Regions from separate parts of the Danio rerio genome. Here region 2 is linked to region 1. A link is a contact called in public HiCAR-type data. All regions are on one chromosome and are shown on one strand. Each heading gives the region's core, a stretch centred on a gene start, on an enhancer-like site or on the middle of the called end of the contact. The rest is flanking DNA. Distances are from core to core; before and after follow the strand shown.

What was found. HiCAR-type assays count read pairs that join an accessible place to other places.
Region 2: a HiCAR-type map of caudal fin shows a contact between it and region 1, with 13 times the contacts expected there. The contact joins the promoter of hsd17b10 here to the promoter of nucks1b in region 1. A contact is called at or near these places in 6 of 18 Hi-C or Micro-C datasets (caudal fin, embryo, hematopoietic stem cells and 2 more) and 3 of 4 datasets of contacts at active chromatin or transcription factors (caudal fin, embryo and gastrula embryo).

Annotation. Positions count from the first base shown.
Region 1 is chr23:21,029,185-21,033,146 of GRCz12tu, reverse strand. It overlaps nucks1b (nuclear casein kinase and cyclin-dependent kinase substrate 1b), which reads left to right and starts at 1,609. Exons shown (of 8, transcript NM_001099239.1): 1 at 1,609-1,737. The coding sequence starts at 1,721. LOC103909673 (chemokine-like protein TAFA-4) reads right to left here and starts at 2,677. Exons shown (of 8, transcript XM_073938783.1): 1 at 1,283-2,677.
Region 2 is chr23:21,280,945-21,284,552 of GRCz12tu, reverse strand. It overlaps hsd17b10 (hydroxysteroid (17-beta) dehydrogenase 10), which reads left to right and starts at 1,362. Exons shown (of 6, transcript NM_001006098.1): 1 at 1,362-1,460; 2 at 2,798-2,962. The coding sequence starts at 1,437. It overlaps mirlet7g-1 (microRNA let7g-1), which reads left to right and starts at 171; the gene lies at 171-266. It overlaps LOC141380479 (a long non-coding RNA gene), which reads left to right. Exons shown (of 2, transcript XR_012398449.1): 2 at 158-427.

The DNA.
Region 1 (3,962 bases), core at 360-2,859:
TATTGTAAAGAAAAAATAATTTGTCAAGCTATGAAACAAACTCAATGTTACATAAAAATACACAATCTACCCTAAATATGCAGTTAATTATTCTGTCAATAAAAATAATTTAGACTTTATTTTGAACTGGATGACAATGCAAAGTTTATTTACAGTTATTTCCTTTTCTTCCAGAATTGTAAAAAGGTATAAATTTAAAAATAAATAAATGGTCAATCCGATTATTTATCAGGATTGAGATATCTCTCATAACTTCAGTTTGCGCTAATGTGAGTATTTCTAATCAAATGAAGCATATTTTGAGACAACCCTCACTCTTTTATTTACTCTTCAAAATTTACTTAAATTATAATGTCACAAAATTTTCCAATTTGAAGTTAATATATTAAAGATTTCATACAGGAGTTGCAATGGAATTTTAAATTGGTTTACATCTTCAAGAATCTTATTACATTTTAATAACATTCTCAAAGAATACATTTAATCATAAAAGTATTTATATTTTATTTAAAATACCTGCAGCATTTTAACATTAACCCTAATTATTCTGCATATTACAACCCCAAATCAAATAACAACCCCAAAAAATATAAAGTAAACGTTTAAAAAGTATAACCAGGTCTTTTAACAGACAATCTGCATTGCCTAACATAGTAATGCCCTGTAAATTTTCCTAAAATAATCATCCTTTTGACATATTCAACAAAAGATGCCCATGCAACATATGCTAAAACCTAAACCAACTTGACATTGTCTTGCATTGTTAACCTAGCGTTTTCTTAATCTCGGGATATGTTTTTGTAGGCCTACCCTGATTCCACTGAAAATAACTTCTTGCACTAATGTATTTCCTGTGCAACATAGTGCTATTACTGAGCTTATAAACACGAAAACTTAAAAAAAATAAAAAAAAAAAAGAAAGAAAGCTACAGATTATATGTAATGCTAAACATACTGTTTGCATGTTTTAATAAACTATAGGGGATGAGAAGAAAATTAGTGTCTTTAAATTAAAATATTGCACACCTGTTGCCTCCTACAATCTGAGCACAACATAATGATCTTTGATTACCTTTAAATAATCGTTTAATTACTTTAAAAACCAAATGAATACATATGAATGTCTTTACTTGTTCTGGATTTTGGAGAGGCCCTAAAAATGTAATGTTTATTACACTGATTGAATGAGCCTATCTTCACCATCTCAAGGTAATAACATTATCGGGCTAAAACGGATTTGGAAATGGTTAAAATAAAATAATCCAATCAACTGATTAGCCACCTTTCTGTGTGAATGAGTAGGTAAACGGCTGTTGCTGAGTGTGGTCATCCAATCCTGGTTTGCGGGCATCTTGCGTTTTTCAGACTCCCATCCCACTTTTACTCATAAAAGAATCCTGGCTTGCAGGCCAGGCAGTAGCTAATTAGTTAGCTACTATTCTACAGGAGGCTTGACCAGGGCAATTCGGCCTGTGGATACTTGAACATTTATCCATTTTCGACCCACACAGACCAAGGCTGCGTGCGAGCAGATGCTCTAGATCGCACTCATTTGCGCGTGTTTAGTGCAGTTTGCATTGCATAGGTAGTTTCGCACAGCTCTGTGCTACAGAAACAGCTTCCCAGCAGCGGGAGACACCTGGATTTCAGCTGCAAAAGTCCAGTTTTACCAATAAAATTGTAGTTTGCAAAAGCAAAAGGCTTTCAGTCTGTCTGCAGAATGGCGAGACCTTCGAGGTAAGTGCGTTTTGTTTGTCTGCTGTTTTACAGCAATCGCAGGTCCGCACATGATGCGATCTGTTACGCGGGTCTCTCCATGTTTGCTAAATGCTAACAAGCTAACCAGCATATTTTTCTGCGCGTGTTTACATAGCTGCACAAAATCAACCGTAAACGCGTAGATTTTCATTTCTTTTAACAGTTATAGAGATATTTAGCTTGGAAACGCAACAAAATCGCGTTTAACATCCACAGATATGTCTATGCTAACCGCAAGTGCCGACATCAAATAAAAAAGCGGGATAGTAGTTCGCGCTGTGGCTAATTCATGTACAAAACAACCTGCAAGCCATTACGGCGAACAGAATAGACATTCAATGCGTGATTGTTTCCTCATTTGTTTAAGCTCTAGTTTGCTGATAAAGCACGGTGGTGTAAGTTTCACGTGTTTTCCACAGTTAGCCCCGTGAGCATTAGTGTTAGTTTAGCGGCAGCAGCGCAGCGTGAAACTCCTCCAGCGCAATGCGCGCCATTACCACACACACACACACACACACACACACACATCTGAACATTTCTCCTGCCAACTTGTGTTTGCAATTAACACATTGTAGGTTTGGGTCTGGCTTAAATCTGAAATCAAATGGGTTGTCAACAAATGTGTTAATACATATTGAAATGCGTCCATGTTTTCCTAACGCTGAGACCAAGTGACGCGAACACGGGCAACATGTTGTTTATGTTTTGACAAACTATAAAGCGCCTTTTTCTCTAACGGAACTGGCGGTAATCTGACGGTAAACATTGCTGTCGGGGCTGATGTCCGTCCTGCGGGCAGTGAGTATAACGTGACCCACAGGGCCTGTAGTTCAATGGCCCTGTCTGATCGCTGAGCCCTGCCCACTCTGCTGCTGTTGGCATGGCAATTCACCTACTCCAACATGGCACCTCTGTCTCCTCTTCAGTCAAGACGCGCGGCTTTAAATAAGAGGAGTGACACCTCTGTTGCTATATGGAGGATCATATTTTACATATGGTTAAATAAGTTAGCAATATAATAATCAATTTTGCACTACATGGAACGTAAACAAGTATTATTTAATATTAAATAGTTTAAATTATTTTTTGCTGGTTTCAAGCCAGATTTATTTTCTATTATTATTATTATTATTATTATTAATAATAATAATATTATCATTATTGAGCAATTCCAGCGTTATGGATGTGACATCTGCAGTAAAAACTTAAAACATAAATTCACAGATAAAGTATATGTTAAAATTATATGGAAACATCTGTTTATATTTTTCAAAACAACTAGCCACAAAGTTATGGGATCAGAAAAATATCAATCTGGAAACATTTTTTATATTTTAAATGAGGAAAATAAACATGTGTTATGGATGTGATGAAAAAGTATGCAAGTTTACATCATACAACATACTTTTTTGTAATTCTGTGAATTAAACTGCACAACCAAAAAGAAACAATGCTAATCAAAGGGATAAGAGTTGGCTCTCTTTAGAACATAAATGATTTTTATTTTATTCTACTTTTTTGTTTTGATAAATTTTATGAATTGTTTTCATAAATTCTACATTTATGAGGAAAAAGCTACATTATGGATGTGACATCTCTTTGTTATGGATGTGAAAGATGTGAAATTTCTACTTGTGTGACTTTGGTAAATTAAATATAATAGTTTGAAAACATTGACTGAGACATTTTTAATTATCTTTAAAGTACTGTAAAATACTTGCTTACACAAAAAATGTAGAAACGGTTTCGCTGAAATGTAATTGCTCTATTATTATTATTTAGTTATTTGTTTTTCAAATGGGAGTCCGCTCATGGTGGTATGGTGGCCTGATAGACTTCTGTATAAAGATCAAATGTGATTTAGGCTTTGAATTTAACTTAAGTTAAAGTTCAGCTTTACTAAAGTTAGACTGTTTCCCCTATATTAGAAGTTTACATTGTATTCATTTTGTAAAGGTTCTACATCAGTGAAGATTATTCAATTAAAATTAATTAAAATTTAGTTTATTTAATTAAAAAATTAAATAAACAGTGCTAAATAAAAAAATAAAAAACTTTGGACTAGTTGCCTAAAATTTCTAATTTTCACTTAAATTTAACAGTTGTACTAAATCAGCTATACATATTGACAATTTTACTACAATTTCTAAAACCTAAAAAGCACAAAAGGTATGCTAAACTAAAGCTTTGTGTAATAATGATTT
Region 2 (3,608 bases), core at 113-2,612, 250 kb before region 1:
GATGACGACAGCCTTTCACTGTGGGATTTATGAAAATCAAATTAGCAATTGCAAGGGTGGTTCATTATATTTTGAATAAAAATAGCACAAACAAGCAAACATGTTTATGGTGCTGCTGCTGCTGACACGTCTGTTTGCCTCTTGTCTCCTCTTGCAGGGTAGCAGGCATTGGGGGCTGTGGAATGAGGTAGTAGTTTGTATAGTTTGGGATCACACCAGATCTGGGAGATAACTATACAGCCTACTGTCTTTCTCACAGCTGCTCCTTCACATCAGACCCTCCAATGACGGACCTTGGCACAGACAGGGCTTTTGTGGAGAGCTGAATTTGTGCATCTTTGTACTGTGTGTTCTTTCTAAGAGTACAAATTGTAGAGACATTGTGAACTAAAGTTTAATAAATAAAACATTGATGTCAGAACTCGTATTCATGACTCGTCTTTAGTTGATGGATAAAAGGATTGTTCAACAAAACATGAAAATGTACTCACCCTCAAGTGGGCACAAATGATAATGTTTTAACTGATATTAGAAACAATTGACATCCTCAGTGGAAAAATATATATATTTCTGCTTTTATCTTCTTTTGGTTCAAAAGAAGAATGAAACCCAAACACTGTGACAAGTAAAGCGTGAGTAAATGATGGCAGAATTTTCGGGTTTGGGTAAACTCATTTATTAATTTTCTTTCGGCTTAGTCCCTTATTTACCAGGGGTCGCCACAGATGAATGAACCGCCAACTATTCCAGCTTATGTTTTACACAGCGGATGCCCTTCCAGCTGCAGGTTTGGTTGAACCATCTCTTTAAAAGGAGTTCAGATTTTGGTTTACACTAATACCTAATATGCTGTAATAAGTTACTAGATTTGATGGCCTAAATAAAATTAACCATATTTATTAAAATATTTTTTACTACCAACTAGTTTTTAAAAACATAATTGAAGTTAAATCATGGTAACTGCAAATTAACCGTAAATTAAGCCATATAAAACTGGTTATACATGTTTACTACACTTTTACCATAATGGTTAATTTTTGTGGTGGTTTGTCAGTCTGGACATTTGTGACACTGTTATCTCTTCATTTCAGTTTCACTGTTCATTTTTACTAGATTGATTTCGTTTTTAACATGCCTAAATTATATGGCTCATATGAATATGTATTGAATATGTAAAATAATATTAGTCTACAGGCTGCCGTTAACAAATTGGGATTAAATGTAGTTTATTACAGAGCCTTAGAGCCTTAAAAACAGATTTAGAATTCTGAATGGACTACAGCGCGAGACTTCCTGTGAAGCTGTCAATCAAATGAACGTCAGCCAATCGCTTTAAAAGGCGTTGTCACTCGGTATTTCTGATTGGCTGGAGACGCTCCTACGGCGCATAGTGACGCCACTGCTGGTACCCAAGCAGCTGCAGCGTGCGTGTGAAAATGGCGAACATCAGAAGTGTCAAGGTGAGAAAGCAAATGAATGAATTTATAGAAATGTACTGTACGCAAAGTACTATGAACTATACTTAACATTTTTTAAGTTGCCTTGCTGCCCTTATTATTATAACACCGTCATGTGTTTATATTTCGTATTTGTTTATGTTAATCTGAAGTTATAGCTGAAAAGCTAACAAGTTGAGTGGAGTGCACTTAAGAGTTAGAGTGATAGACAGGTAAACACCAGAACATTGAAGCTTATCTAGCCTTATTTTTATTAAATCCTAGCAGAGTCCTCATTCGTTGCTCAGATCTCGTTGTTTTGTGTCACACTTCAGTTGAAGTATGACTGCACTGTGTTTGGAGTATACAATGAAGCATCAATCTCTATGCAGGTTATGTAACTCTTGTCCTTGAGTTATACAGCACCATTAAGTTTCTGCTTTGCAAACTTATTTATATACGTAAAAAAGTCTTAAGCCACCGTTAGATTTGTTGTTTGAGGATTTGTATCCTTTACACAGAAGTCTTAAGCTGCCACAGCCAACTTTGTTTGGTTTTGCAAAGTTTTAATGACCAGCCATTTTAATATTCATAAATATGTCAAGTGCAGGAAATCAGTTTGCAACTGCAATTTCCAGAACACAATTTTTGTTTAGTAAAAGGCATTATTTAGTGTGATTTTCCTTGGCGCTAAATACAACGTGTAGCACTCGCTCAAGTTCATGTTTGGATTTAGGCGTCATATATTCATCTTCCAGGTTATACAATACTGTCTCTATAATATTCAGGTTTGGACTCCGTTTAGGCCAGTTCATGACTGTTAGTGGGTTGTTTCTCCAAATATGTTTTCATTATTTCTGTGGACAAAGAAAAAGAGATTGTTATATATGTTCAGTTTTTTTTCCCGGCTCAAAACGAGGCGAAGGTGTTATACAGATCATGATTTTTTTTACTATTTGGAACAAACATTTTTGCATAATTATTGTAATCTTATCAATTAAAACATCATCTTATTCAAAAAGACTTTAAATACATGACCAGTGCTTAAGCATCACACAAAGTCTTGTCGGTAGCTGTGAATGCCTGCCTGATTGGAGGTCAATTCATGTGTAAAAATGTTTAGTCTGGGAGTCTTTAACAAATTTGAGCACTAATTGGCATTTTAATATTGGAATACAACCAGAAGATTCATTTTCCAAATTGGTTGTATAGGAAATAAACCAACACGCTGCATAATTTAGGCTTAAAAGAATGTTTCCAAACATATAACATGACTTTAACATCTTTGGTTGGATGTTTACTGCAAAGAATAATATGTTTAAGTATTTGTTTGTATTTGAACTTGGTGTGTGATTTGATAGGGTATGGTGGGCTTGGTGACTGGAGGGGCCTCTGGTTTGGGTAGAGCTACAGTGGAGCGTCTCATCAAGCATGGGGCCAGTGCTGTGATCCTGGACCTGCCCAGTTCAGATGGACACAAGGTGGCCGCTGCTCTCGGGGACAGATGTGCATTTGCACCAACTGATGTGAGTGACACCTAATTATTGAAAACATGTTGATAGCGTAATAAGTCAGATTTTAAAACTCTTCATCTCGTCTCTGTGCTAAATGTTGGATTATATTTCACTGCTTTGATACAGAATTAATTTCATGAGTACATCTTTCAACTGCATCAATTGTTTTCCTGCTAAACAAAGCTACCAAAACTGTTTAAATAGATGCTTCTATCATACATTTAAAAAATTAAGGTAAAACAGTCAAGAAAATAGGTTTAGCTGAAAATCTTCATAGGATTTAGTTATTTAGTTCCACTATTGTCTATACCAGTGGTTCCCAACCTGGGGTCCGCGCCCCCCTAAGGGGGGCGCCAGAGTTCACAGGGGGGGCGCGGGAGAGGATAAGTATTGAGGTAGAAAAGGGCATAAAAATGCTCCACTATTATAAAGGGCTTTGCAATTAATCGAATATCCGATTTAAATTTCGGTTTCAAACGATTATAAAAAAGCATTAATCGAGATAAATGATTATTGCATCATATTTTGCCACGTTCCAGTTGTACACGCTCTTAAATGGCTCTTAAAAGCGCGAAAAAGCTTATGTGTGTGTGCAGCACGATCACGCAGTCAGAAGCATGCGGCCGGTCAGCATTCACTCTCATTCACACACTGAGAC